2 separate regions of the Mus musculus genome follow, and region 2 is linked to region 1. Evidence: chromatin contacts called from public HiChIP or PLAC-seq data. All regions are on one chromosome and are shown on one strand. The core of a region is the stretch at or near the end of the contact, and the rest is flanking DNA. Distances in the headings are between cores, read along the strand shown.

The links. HiChIP or PLAC-seq counts read pairs in DNA pulled down with a chosen protein or histone mark.
Region 2: an HNF4G HiChIP or PLAC-seq map of pancreatic cancer cells shows a contact between it and region 1. The contact joins two enhancer-like sites. A contact is called at or near these places in 1 of 15 datasets of contacts at CTCF or cohesin (large pre-B cells), 3 of 484 Hi-C or Micro-C datasets (embryonic stem cells, nephron progenitors and neurons), 3 of 115 datasets of contacts at active chromatin or transcription factors (embryonic basal ganglia, embryonic stem cells and pancreatic cancer cells) and 1 of 9 other capture datasets (embryonic stem cells).

The regions. Positions count from the first base shown.
Region 1 is chr4:139,683,444-139,690,356 of GRCm38.p6, reverse strand. No RefSeq gene overlaps it. Among named protein-coding and RNA genes, the nearest start is that of Tas1r2, 33 kb to the right of the region's middle. Within about 2 kb of position 2,221, at least 14 of the 459 cell types and tissues checked have an H3K27ac peak or open chromatin away from gene starts, as enhancers often do. A contact at or near this core is called in pancreatic cancer cells, where this site is marked.
Region 2 is chr4:139,795,047-139,801,220 of GRCm38.p6, reverse strand. All of the region lies in intron 4 of Pax7 (paired box 7), which reads left to right. Among named protein-coding and RNA genes, the nearest start is that of Pax7, 35 kb to the left of the region's middle. Within about 2 kb of position 3,675, at least 29 of the 459 cell types and tissues checked have an H3K27ac peak or open chromatin away from gene starts, as enhancers often do. A contact at or near this core is called in pancreatic cancer cells, where this site is marked.

The DNA of each region.
Region 1 (6,913 bases), core at 972-3,471:
CCAAGCCTGAGGACCTGGGCTCCATCCTTAGGATTCACGCTGTCGAAGGACTAAAGACTCCTGGGAGTTGTCCTCTGACCTTCAGATGCTGTGTGTTACACATACATGCCCCTCCCACACAAATAAATAAAGTGTAATTAAAAGGTAAAGCCCCCTTCCCCTGCCATGCTCAGGAGTGTAGGCGCTGGGCACCTCCCCAGGGGACCCAACTGGCCACATCAGGCTATCCAGGCAGGGTTCCACCACAGGATCCACCTCAGACACGCCCAACTTCCTACCACAATGACTGCCGCTCTCTACCTCACCTTCCAGCTCCAGGACAGCCAGGGTTAATAACCACATCCCCAGCACTACATAAAAAAGGCAAGAAGGCAGGGTACCCCCTGAGCCCCACCCCCACCCCCAAGCTGGCCAAGCAGCTGTCTCCCCACATCCAGGATTACCAGGCTCCCAGGGGCCGGGGAGGAAGCACATTACATTCTTGAGGGCCTTATGTCAGGCTGGCTGCTTCCCCCCAACACACACAGACCTCCAATCCCCTCCTCACTCCCCTGCCAAGACGGCTGGGCAGGCATGGAGCCAGCCAGGCTGGGCACAAACCACCCCGCTGGATGGCCTTCCCTCCTCTCTTTCCTTCCTTTGCCTGCAAAGCAAGGTCACACCCACTACAACAGTCTGATACAAGGGACAGAGGGCACCTCACAGGAGCCACCCTTACACACGCTCTCACTCTCTAAATCCTCCGTCATCAACTCCATTCTGCAGACAGGAAGCTGAGGCTCAGTGAGGGTGAACAGGTAGCCCAAGGTCACACAACTACCATGCGGCATGGCTGGGATTCAAACCCAGGACTTCTGGCTGCGAAGTGAACAGGCTTAAAGTCACTGGTGTGTCTGCTTACAATGGCTCATTTTCTCCCCATTTCCCTGCCCCCAGCTGCTCAGTTTGTGGCTACTCCATTAAGGTCAACCCCAGTTATGGTTGGGGTCACATAGCAAACTTCCTTCCTTGTCTTTCCAGAACTGTCTCTCTGCCTCCGGTAGCTGTGTGACTTTGGAGAAGGCAGTTCCCTCTCTGTTCGCCACCCACTTTCTGCACATGGATATCAGAATGGGAAGCACTGGTGCAGAGGCTGCAAAGTGGATATGTCTTGTTGGAGCTCCATGCCCTCAGCCAGCCATGATGTGGGCCCAGGTGTGAGGCAGGAGCACTGTAACAGGCCCAGGTGGGAGGCAGGTGCACTGTAACAGGCCCAGGTGGCAGGCAGGTGCAGTGTAACAGGCCCAGGTGGGAGGCAGGTGCACTGTAACAGGCCCAGGTGGCAGGCAGGTGCAGTGTAAAAGGCTCAGGTGGGAGGCAGGTGCACTGTAACAGGCCCAGATGGGAGGCAGGTGCAGTGTAACAGGCCCAGGTGGGAGGCAGGTGCAGTGTAAAAGGCCCAGGTGGCAGGCAGGTGCAGTGTAAAAGGCTCAGGTGGGAGGCAGGTGCACTGTAACAGGCCCAGGTGGGAGGCAGGTGTACTGTAACAGGCCCAGGTGGGAAGCAGGTGCACTGTAACAGGCCCAGGTGGGAGGCAGGTGCACTGTAACAGGCCCAGGTGGGAGGCAGGTGCAAACAGGAAGGTGGAAAGGAGAGCAGGTAATCAGGAAATGTCCTGAAATATACCTCATCCCTCGGTGACACATGCCAGCCTCCTACCTCCCAGGTGCCCTCTGAGAGGCTTCCACCTACTTGCTATGGACTGTCCAGAATTACTCTCTGGACTCACCTAAACAGCAGGAAGGAATCAAAAGGCTTAGAGGCCGGGAGGGGCGGGGGGGGGGAGGCCTTGGGTGTTTCTTGGGGTGGAGCCAGTCCAGGGACATACAGAAAGTCCGGTGAGCTGAGGTTAGACCAGGAACTGAGACCTAAGACAGATTTATCTTGTGAAGCCAGGTCATATCTTAGGACGTCCACGCTGAGCCCACTGATCCTGATTGGGAACAGAATCACCCAGAGGCCCCCACCCACCCTTGGCACCTTTCTGAGTACTCGGCCCTTCGTGCCTCCCTCCACAGGCTCATGACATTGTTCTTGGTTAAATACAGACCACGCCTGACCACAGGCCTCTTTGTTTAACTCTCTGTGTGTGAATTCTTTATTCACAGTTCCTTTTAGACCCGTATTTGCTCAAATATTTGGTGACTCAAAGCAGAGGCTGAGAGTTGGGCATCTATTTCCCTAGTGTGGTTGGTAGAGCGCTTGTCCGGCATGCATTCACGGGGCCCTGGGTCCTGCCCCCAGCACTGCATGGGGTGGCTGACGTGCATACTCACAACACTCCAGAGGGAGGCAGAGGCAAGGAGATCACAAGTTCAAGGTCATGGTAAGTTTGGGGCTAGCCTGGGATGCATGAGACCCCCCCCCCCAAGGAAGGAAGGAAGAAAGACAGAGGGTTGGGGAGAGGGAAGAAATGGAAGAAGAAAAAAAGCCCACAGTGGCGGGCAGCTGGGCGTGGCCTGACAGATGGAATCCCTAAACTCTGTCAACGCATGTCATCAATGGTCCTTGTCACAGTCAACTCTTCCTGCAGCAAAGAAAGCACCAAAGGCCCTGCTGTCTCCTGAACCTATATTACCCACAGCAGTGGCCACTGCCGCCGCAAGGCTATCACCACACACTGTAAGTGACAGGCCCCCTTCATCACAACATTGCAACAGCCCTGGGTGTTCCTGGTCTTGTCCATGTGTCCCTCAGAGGACAGGAGGGCATAGGAGGTGGGGTGGGGGAGGGCAGGGAAGATACACCAGAAATGCAAGGTTGCTTCAATTCACATTCTAATGTGCAGAGGAGACAACAAGGAATGCTGGGAAGTTTCTAAAGCAGCTTGGAAAGAGGGAGCTGGAGAAGAAAAGATGTGGTGTTGGAGTAGGTAGCCTTGTGCTAACCCTGGCACCCTCCCTGCCTTGTCGCTGTCCACTGAAGCCACTTCTCTGTGGAGCAGGTGGGAAGACATTCTACCCGCCCTCTTCAGGCACTTCTCATATCCCATGAGCTCGCACCACCCTGGGGACTCTAGGCCAGGAGACACCACAGTTCAGAAAGGCAAGGGTCTGCGCAGGGTCAGTGCAGCCCAATGGTCAGTGCACACAGCCCTGATGGCCTGTCCTGGGCTGTGCACATCCCACGAGTCCCCACTACCGCCCCATCGCCTGTCAGGCTCTGAGAAGCAGCCTTCTCCTGTGTCACAGAGAGGGAAATGAAGGTGTTCAGAAACACATTTTGATTGATGTCATCTAGTTTATAAGAGGAGACCTGGGCTTTCAGCCTTTAGCCTGGACAGAGGTTCTATACTTGAGACAAGCCCTGCCAAGCACTGCAGTGGCAAAGGAGACTGGGGGCAGGAATACACAGAAGGGACAGGCCCGAGGGGCCTTGTACAGGGACTCAGTACAAACTCTCTTCTCTACGTGGCCAAGCTGTCTAGGCTAAAAACTATGCTGCTTTTCATAATGCCTGCTACACGCTGGACATCATCCGCAGAACCACCAGACCCTCTCCCCACCCCCGAATATTCTCGTAACTACATCCAGGCCCTTTGTTTGTTTGCTTCCTTTTCTGAGATAGCATCTCCCTCTGTGCGGGTGCTGAGCTTGAACTCAGGACCCTCCCGCCTTAGCCTCCTGACTGGCAGGCTGAGAGGCATGTGCCACCAAGCTGGGCTTGCATCTTAGGATCGTTCAGGCTCAAATCAGATATGGACCATTTCTGCTGATGTTTCTCACCCCAGGCAGCACACACACTCATACTCACACACACACACCACTCAACACAACACACATACATACAATATACACACATACACAACAACACACATGTATACATACAGAACACACGCAACATACCACACACACATATACCATGCATACAACACAACACACACACATACAACACAACACATACATACAACACACATATACTTCACAAACACAACACACACATACAGCACAGCACACACATACAATACACATACAACACACAAAACACACACACACACAACACACACATACTATACACACAACACACACACATACAACACACACACACAAAACACATACTTGTAAAACATACACCCAACATACCATGCACACACCACACACAACACATACATATACCACACACACATACAACTCACACTACCTGCTATCCTAAGGTCAAATCCCTTGAGGAGGGCCTGGCCCTTGCTTGGCCAACACCTACCTCCCACTCATGGCTCTCTCTGGCAGGAAGGTGCTCTCCCCATAACTATGTCCCACCTCACCCCACAGGCCTCAGCACTAACACCAGCCCTCAGACCCGAGTCACTTTCCCTCCGTCACCCTGTCTCACACACGCCAGCCACTGCTCACCTGGTCTTGGGTAGGCTGACCCTCACTCAGCACTGTTCCTCCACTGGCTTGGACAAGGGTGGGTCTCATGGTGGGGACTTCCACCCCGGACACTAACGCTCTGGTCCCTATGACACCAGCAAGTTCCTCTCCACACAGAACCTCAGTTTCCCTATCTGTGTACCAAGGGTGTTAGGTACACACAGCACGCAGATGCACTAGTGTCACCCATAGCAATAGTGACAGAGCGGCCCCCTGCTGGTTTTGGAAGACTCTAGTGAGTGCCCAACCTGGATGGGGTATCTAGGTCCTGGGTCAGCCTGAAGTGGCCATTCTCTTACACAGAGGTCAATGGCAGCTCAAACCTGACTTTCACACTGCCCTGTTCTTCAAGCCACCTTGTTGTTTACACCTCTTGGGATTTTAAAAAATCCTGTTATTTTCATTCTGTGTATGTGTGTATTGTTTTGCTTGTATGTATGTATGTATGTATGTATGTATATGTAAGAGCCTGTGGAGGCCAGGAGAGGTCACTTGATCCCCTGGACTGGAGATGCAGACAGTTGTGGACGCTAGAATTGGACCCAGCCCTCTGCAAGAGCAGCTGAGTCTCCTATTCAGTCCCTTGGTCTTGATTCCCGTCATTCTCTAAGAAAGGGTTGTGATAAACGCACACGTGTACATGCACACAAACACACAGGAAACACAAATATAAACATAAATATATGCACACACATAAGCTGCATGCATGTGCACACACAGGCATCCATCCACATATCTCTCCACACACGGCTGAGGCACAAGAGTCCTTACACACCCATCCCCTCACAATCCCGCAGCCTCCTATGCACACAGGCACAGACTCAGGCACCCATGTGCCCAAACCAACACAGCTGCCCTGTGCTCATCTCTGCTCTTGCTTTCTGTCTCACACACATGTCAAGTTTGACAGAGGCCATGACACCCATGACATGTAAAAACACATGAGGTACTAGAACCTAACTAGGCTGCACATTTGCATGACACTTTAATATAAAACAGCTTTGTGCTCTTCCATGTGTCTCCATGTTTTGTGTGCATATCGAGTGTCTGTCTGCCTGTCCATCTGTCCCAGCTCTCCAGTCCCTGGAGAAGGGAACCTGAGAGGCCCAAGAATGAGACCAACATCGCCATCTGCTGTCAGCTTCTGGGACTGCCCTTCAGAGAACACATGGGGTCCAATGGGATCCATTTCTGAAGGACCCCAGAGGCCAAGGCATGACCCTGAGAACCAGTGGGAGTTGCAGGAACATCCCTGCCCTGTGGCCTCTAATAGGTTTCGTCTTTAGAGCAACCTGGGAAGAGCTCCTCCCTTCAGGGTTCATAACTGGGGAAACTGAGGTTTCAAGTCCAGCGCTGACTAGGTAAAGAGATCATGGGATTTCACTCAAAACACATCCCTCAAATTCTAATTCTGCTTCACGTTCTCAGGCTGAGTACCACCCTCCCTGTGGGCGAGGACTGGCTGGCACAGATAACGAGGCTGGCAGTTGGGTGAAGTGGCTTGGAAGTATGGAGGCCCCGGGGCAAAGAACATGTGAGGCCACAGAAGTAGATACCCATATTCAGGGCTCTCACTGAACACTGCAGACAGGCTGGTCCAGCAAGCCTGGAATGGTTTGTCCTCGTTATCAACGCGACCGGTTTGGAAATAATGAAAACATCCTTTTGGACAGGTCTCTAGAGACATTTAAGTGACCTGGGAAGACTCACCCTGTGGGCGGCACCATCCTGTGGGTGGCAGTACCCTGTGGGCGGAGCCATCCTGTGGGTGGTACTACCCTATGGGCGGAGCCATCCTGTGGGTGGTATTACCCTGTAGGCGGAGCCATCCTGTGGGCGGTACTACCCTGTGGGTGGCGCCATCCTGTGGACCGCATTATCCTGTGGCCTGGGACCTTGGACCCGTCTCTCACTGGGTTCTGACTACAGATGCCACGTGACCCATGTTGGGCCCTATTTGGCCTTGGTTTGGGCCTTGAGGACAAACCAAAGCCTGGCTCAATTTTTGAGACCTGTCATTCTCCTCCTCTTTGAGAATGACTCAGCATGACCTACCGGCCGGAATGAGACTGCCTCTGCCTAGCTACCACTGATGTGTCAATTTCTTATAGGCCCCGTGAGATCACCTCGCACCCCCTCATCACCTCACTCCACCCCATAGGTCATCTCACCCCATACCCCTATCCCTACCTTATTGACTTCTCTATATAAGTAAGTGCCCAGTTTAGTAAAGTGAGGTCCTTCTTTGACAAGACTCCCTGCCTGGGCCATCCCACTCAGCCCCAGACAGACCAGGCTGGACCGGGTTCTCTCCTCTCTCCTGGACCTGCTGGCAAAGAGCCGACAACCGGCCAACTCACTCTGCCCACATGCCTTCCCCACCATGATAGACTGCACCTCATGAACTAAACCATGAACCAAATAAGGCCTTCTCCCATTTAAGTCATGTCTTACCAGGTATTATGCCCTAGTAACAAGGAAGGTGACCAAATACACCACCCCTG
Region 2 (6,174 bases), core at 2,426-4,925, 110 kb before region 1:
CAAGGAACTTCCTGCCCAGGAGCCTCCTCCAGACAGGACCATGAGCCCTGTGTGGGTAGAGAGGCCATCTCTGGATCCTGATGATTCTGCACAAGGCAGGATTCACAGTCCTTTATCCCTTCCAGGCTGTAGAGTCAGCTGAACTCTAGCTCTATCCCGAATCTGCTTCCTGGGGAAAATGGCATTGTCTCTGTGTGCATGCCTTTCTTTATGAAGTGCTTGAGAGGGGACCCGACCTCTAGCACATACCCAGCCTGGTCACAGCAGGCAGTAGATACACGCTAATGACCGGAGCGCTATTGTCAGGCTGACTGGGGAGGAGAGGTTGTCAGTTCTCTGCTCTCTGTTTTGGGTCCCCAACAACATAGCCATAGCTTGTCGTTCATGGGTGACCGGAAGTGGTCAGGGAGAGGAGCAGGTGTGCTTGAGCCTGGCCAGGACTGGAGAGATGGGGGTGGGGGTGAGCGGGCTCCACTATGGAAATGGGGCTGTTTTGAGGAAGAGCAGGGAGCTGCGGCTTCTCTACTCAAGGCGCACCAGTCAGACTCAGCTTCAAAGAAACAGCTTGATGACTTTTGCAGCCTGCCCTGTGGCTCATCCCTGACATCTTAGCACCCATAAGGGGAGGCAGGAGGATGGCACATTGCAAATCAGCCTGGGCTACCTAGTAGTAAGACCCTGCTTCAAAATCAAACAGCAACATAATTTAAAGTAAACTAGGTGTGGTAGCAGCACATGCCTGTAATCCCAGATTTTGGGAGATGGAGGCAGGAGAGTGAAGAGTTCAAGGCCAGCCTCGGCTACAGTGAGAGCTTATTCTCAATAAACAAACAAACAAACTTAAAATAAAGACAAAAAAAAAAGAAAAAAGAAATTAGTCAGAAAGATAAAATGCTTCTGCATTCCTGAATGAAAGCCAAGTCCAAAACAAAACCTGCCCCCACACCTCCACGCACGGGTCTTCTTGCTCCAGGGAGAGATGCTGAGCTTTTTCTGGTGGAGGGGAACCCAAGACTCCCACAAAGGTTGTTGGAGGAGTGGTGGCCCATGCTCTGCCTCTGCCCCAGAATGGCAGATTTGTGTGCACACAGCCCCAGGTGCCGCAGTTCTCTGTAGATGCAATGCCACAGGGACCAAGGGGCCCTGCCTGATGCTGGCCCAGCCTTCGGTGTGACTCAAGACCCAGCTGGCCTCTGACTGTGGGAAATACTTGGGGGTAGGGAAGGGCCAGTCAGGCCACTGCAGAAAGCGTCTGGCCATTTACCAAGCCGGGCACCTCCTTGGTCCCTGGTGAAGTCCTCAGGGTCCCACCTCTCACCCAGGTAGTGTGAGGTAATACTCCACCTGAAGACAGGTTTTGAAAGTCAATTATCTGAAACAAGGCAACCAAAGCCTGTCAGGCCTCTCAGAGAGCTCGGAGCAAACAGATTTTTGGCAGGCACGGACCTAAGGAAATAGGATTGAATTTCCCCTCACCTTACCTGGGGAAAATCCACACTGTCTGTTGGTGAACTTGACTCTGAGGCTTATGGGGTAAGGGCCTCTTATGGTTATTGAGGAAAGGCCCAGAGGTGCTCTACAGCGCCCCCTGCCACCCCTCCCACCTCTCCCTCATGGCACCTCCCCCAGAAATGCTCTACAGCACTCCCTGCCACCCCCAGCCTCTCCCCCTGCCACCTCTCCCCCCTCTCCCCGCTGCCACTCCACCCAGAGATACGCTACAGTGCCCCCTGCCACCCCAACACCCACCCCCACCACCTTCCCCTTGCACCTCCCCCTGCCGCGCCCAAAGATGCTCTACAGTGCCCCCTGCTACCCCCCCTGTGACCTCCCCCTGCACCACCCCCTGCCACCCCTCTCCCCCTGCTACCTCTCCCTCCTGCCACCCCACGCTGCACCTAGAGATATGCTACAGTGCCCCCTGCCACCAACAACACCCCCTGCCATCTCTTCATCTCTTGCTGCCCTCAGGCCCCCCCCCCCGCCCCCAAGGCTTGACAGTTGCTTCTAGGGCTGAGGACCCCCAAGGCTGACTTCATTTCCTCCTGATTCAGACTTTAAAAAAAGGTTTGGGGTACCAGCAGGCAAGTCTCTTTATCTCTCTGCCATAACTATCTGGGAGACGGAGGAGGGTGGTAACATACTGTGTTAGAAGTTCCTAGCCAAGGGCCAGGTGTGGTGGCACATGTCTTTAATGCCAGCACTCAGGAGGCAGAGGCAGGCAGGTCTCTGTGAGTTTGAGGCCAGCCTGGTTACTCTACTCTACTCTACTCTACTCTACTCTACTCTACTCTACTCTAGGACAGCTAAGGCTACTTAGTGAGACATTGTTTGGAAAACAAACAAAGGAAAAAAGTTTCTGGCCAAATGTAACAGAGAAGAGCTAGAGAGAGAAGGGTTCTGCGCACGTGTGCGTGGGTGCTTGCGTGCATGAACTTCGCCTGCATCCTTCCCAGAGCCTCTGGGGTGTAAGAGTGATTTGTTTTGCAACCCCGCCCCCACATTTTAATTTTCCCAGATAGGATCTCTTGTACCCTAGTCTGGCTCTGCAGCAAACATGACCCTGAACTTCTGACCCTGAACTTCTTGCATTCATCTCCAGAGTACTAGAGCAAAACCCCAAACGGTTTAGGAGGGCTGGGGACCAACCCCACAGCATCCTGCATGCTGAGCGATCTTGCTACCGACAGAGCTGTGGTCCATAAAGATGCTTCCCCCCCCCCCTCCAGAAGCCGCTCGTGGAGGGTGTGAGGCCAGATGTATGGATGTATGCCTTGCTTAGCATCGACTCCTTGTGCTGCAGTGGGTGTGGGAGGGGTAGAGAGTTCAGGACTTTGGAAAGTACTCTAAACACAGCAGTATAGGCTACTCACTTCCCCAGTTCCGGGTGCTTGGGCACACGGTCCCCTTCAGCTGGGACCCTGACACCTATCTGGAACTTCCTCCACACCAGTGAGATCAAACAGCCCAGAGTAGGTGGTCTAGTATGGGTAGTTATTAAAAAAAACAAAAAACTCCCAAATAAGGCTGAGCTCAGTTGATACAGTGCTCCAACTCCTGAGATAGGGTCCCCAACGCTGTTCCAGATAGGGCGTGGTGGCACACGCTCAGCACACACTTAAGAGATGGAGACAGGGAGATGGGAAGTTCAAAGCCATCATCAGCTACATAGTGAGTTTGAGGCTAGCCTGGGCTACGGGAGAACCTAACTCATCTACACACACACACACACACACACACACACACACAGAGGCAGTCAAAAAGAAAAAGGCTCACAGGCAGTTTCAGCTATGGAGGGTGAACAGGCTCACTATACATAGTCCAGCAGTCGCTGTCACACACAGCCAAACCCTTCCAGGTGTGACAGTCCTCACACAGAGGTGACAAGCAGATTAGAAGAGACACCAGCTTGAGAGAGCTCCCCTGGCGTCGAATAGGTGCCCATCAAAAGCTTGCCGACCATAATAACGGCTTCCACTTCTGAAACATCAATCAGGTACCCACCCTTTGCCTACATTTCCATAGGCTTTTCTCAGGAGCAGAGCATTCCCTGGGACACCCCCACGTACACACCCACACACCAGGAGCAGGGTTGCCTTTGTCCTGCTTTTGGGGCACTCGAGGTGTGTCTGCAGCTGGAGCAGGCCCTGGGCTGGGCCTGCTGGGACATATCTAGGCAACCTTCAGCAAACAGTGACTCAGCTGCATGGCTATAGCTAAGTCTCTGCCCAGGCTAGTGCCGGCCTCCTCAGGTTTCTCCCCCAACAAGTCAGGGCCCAAGAGGATGGGGCAGACTCCTGTGTCAGCTTTCCCAAGGGGCCCAGGGAGGGACTGGGGTTCCTTCTCTCCTTGCTTAAACCTGTTTCTTCTGTCCTCGAGGGTTCTGGTCCCTTGGGGAGTGAGGTAGCCCTGCTTCTAGGCTTCCAGGGGAAAACGGAAGGAGGCTATCATGCTTTAGAGTCCATTGTGGGTGAGCTTAGGACTTAGTGGACAGTAGTCACAGCACAGACGCCTTCATTGTCTGGTAAGGTGTGCTGGCTTTCAGCCTTCTCTTCGGTAGCATCCCAAGCACACCTGGGATTCTCTGGCAACAAACAGAGTCAGGGAAGGCTTGATGATCCTGGTTGGCCCTGACCACTCATTTGCTGTGCTGTGTGGCTTTCTGGGAATCCTATCCCCTCTCTGGGATCCATCTTCTCCTTGGTAGGACTCTTGATGTGGAAAGAGGTCTTGAACAAGTAGACCTCTGGGTTCAGCCCCTTAGTCAGCACTCAGCACAGAAGTTCAAGAAGTTCTGTGTCCCGGGACATAGCTTTGCCCCTCTGGGATGCTTTATCTTTGCAGTAGTTAAACAGAAAGAACTATTCTGTCAATGCCTCTAAATTACCTGGGGCTCCAGAGCTACCTTCTGCATGCTCTGATGGTCCTTGGTAGGGTGGTACTGCCATTTGGAGCCAGGGTCTTTCACAAGGACATTCGAGATCCTTAGCCACCCAGAGGACCTCTTACAAGGATTAAATAAGATACTCGTTACCCAGGGCTTGGTTGGCAAATAGCCTTAATCACTGCAAAAACCAATTATTCCATGGGTGTGGTTGAGTCTATCTCCGTTTGCCAAGCCCTGCCTGTCCTGAGAGCAAGACAGGAGAGTCTGGGAGCCAGAGAGTGTGACACATAGAGTGGTGTGGCTTTAGGTGACCCTGCTTGGGGCACCTGGACATCCTGGGTGCCCAGCATCTGTCTCCCACCTGTATTCTACCCTACCCCTTTAGCCGGTGGCTGTGGTCCCACCCACCTAAGCCTGCTCTACTTCAGCAAGCTCTCCTTCCCACTGGCATCCCTTGGATCAGGTTTCTCCATCTCGAAATTCCTGAAGCCCATTCGTCTCCATCTGCAGCAATAGCCATCCACTCCCTACACCACCACACGCACGCACCCCACCCCCAACTCCACCCACTCCCACCTCTCCTAGGCAGCCAATCATCTGTCTATTTTTCTATCATGACCGAAGCCTTCCTGGCCCGGCTTTGGAGACTAGAGGGTGGTGCTGACCAGCCAGCGAGGGGAGGGCCAGGGGCTGTGCACGTGGCAGCCCTGGCCCATGGGGATGCTATCCACCTGGCTCCTGAGCCCATCAGGCCCCACTTAAGAGGATGTCCCTCACGTGGAGGGCCCGTCCGGCTAGAGATGCCTTCAGAAATGGAAATTTGGTCCATTTGTTTATGATTTACTCCCTGACCCTTAACGGGAACCCGATGGGACCAATAAAGGCTTCCAGCGTGCCCAGTGCCCAGCCTCGGGAGGGCTGGAGCCTGTCCAGTTCTCTGGAGGCCAAAACCATCTCAGCATCTCAAAGTGGAGCCGACTGCTCTACTCTCACCCCAGGCCATCCCACCACTCACCAAGGAAAGATTCCTCACTGCTCCCCAGATCAGCCTCGGGGGAGGGGGGCACCGGGCCTGTCCATGCTGGGGGGGGGCAGGAGGCAGAGGATTCTGTTTTGGAGGCAGAGGGAATGCGCACCAGGGTGAGGCTATTCTGAGCACAAGGTAGGTAGAGAGGAGGCCAGGACGGAGGAGAAAAATCCAGTTTTCAATTTTCCTCAAGAGGAAAAGTGAGTTCGCAGGGGACAGAATAATTTTCCAGCATGCCAGCCGTAAGTACAACCTCCTTGAGACGTGGCAAGTTATTAACGAGGAGAAAGAAAGGCAATTGTCAAACCTCTTTTCGTTTAGCAGAACTGCACAAAAACCTCTTACTTCCAGGGGAATCTAATTAGAGTGTGGGGGGCACAGCTAGAGAGGGACAGAGGCCTGGGTTGGCCTGGGAGGCCCCAGGTGCCTGTGCAGGAGGATAGCATGGAGCAAACCTCTTCATTCCCAGTGCCACAGAGTGCGTGGGGATGCAAGGTCTGGATGCGAATCCTGAAGCTTGACTTTGCCAGAAATACAGCACAGGAAATGGCCGAGCTTGCTACTCCATGCCTGTTTTCATATAGGCTAGCTCATGCCTAGAATTCCCACACTGGATGGGAGGTCAAGTGTGTGAGGCCAGACTGGGCTACTAGGCAGTGGGCTATTTTGTGTTTTGATCTTGTTTTGCCCTGTATCCTAGGCTGGCTTGAATTCCCCATGCAAGCACAAAATGATCCTCCTCTTTCAGTCTGTGTGGTGC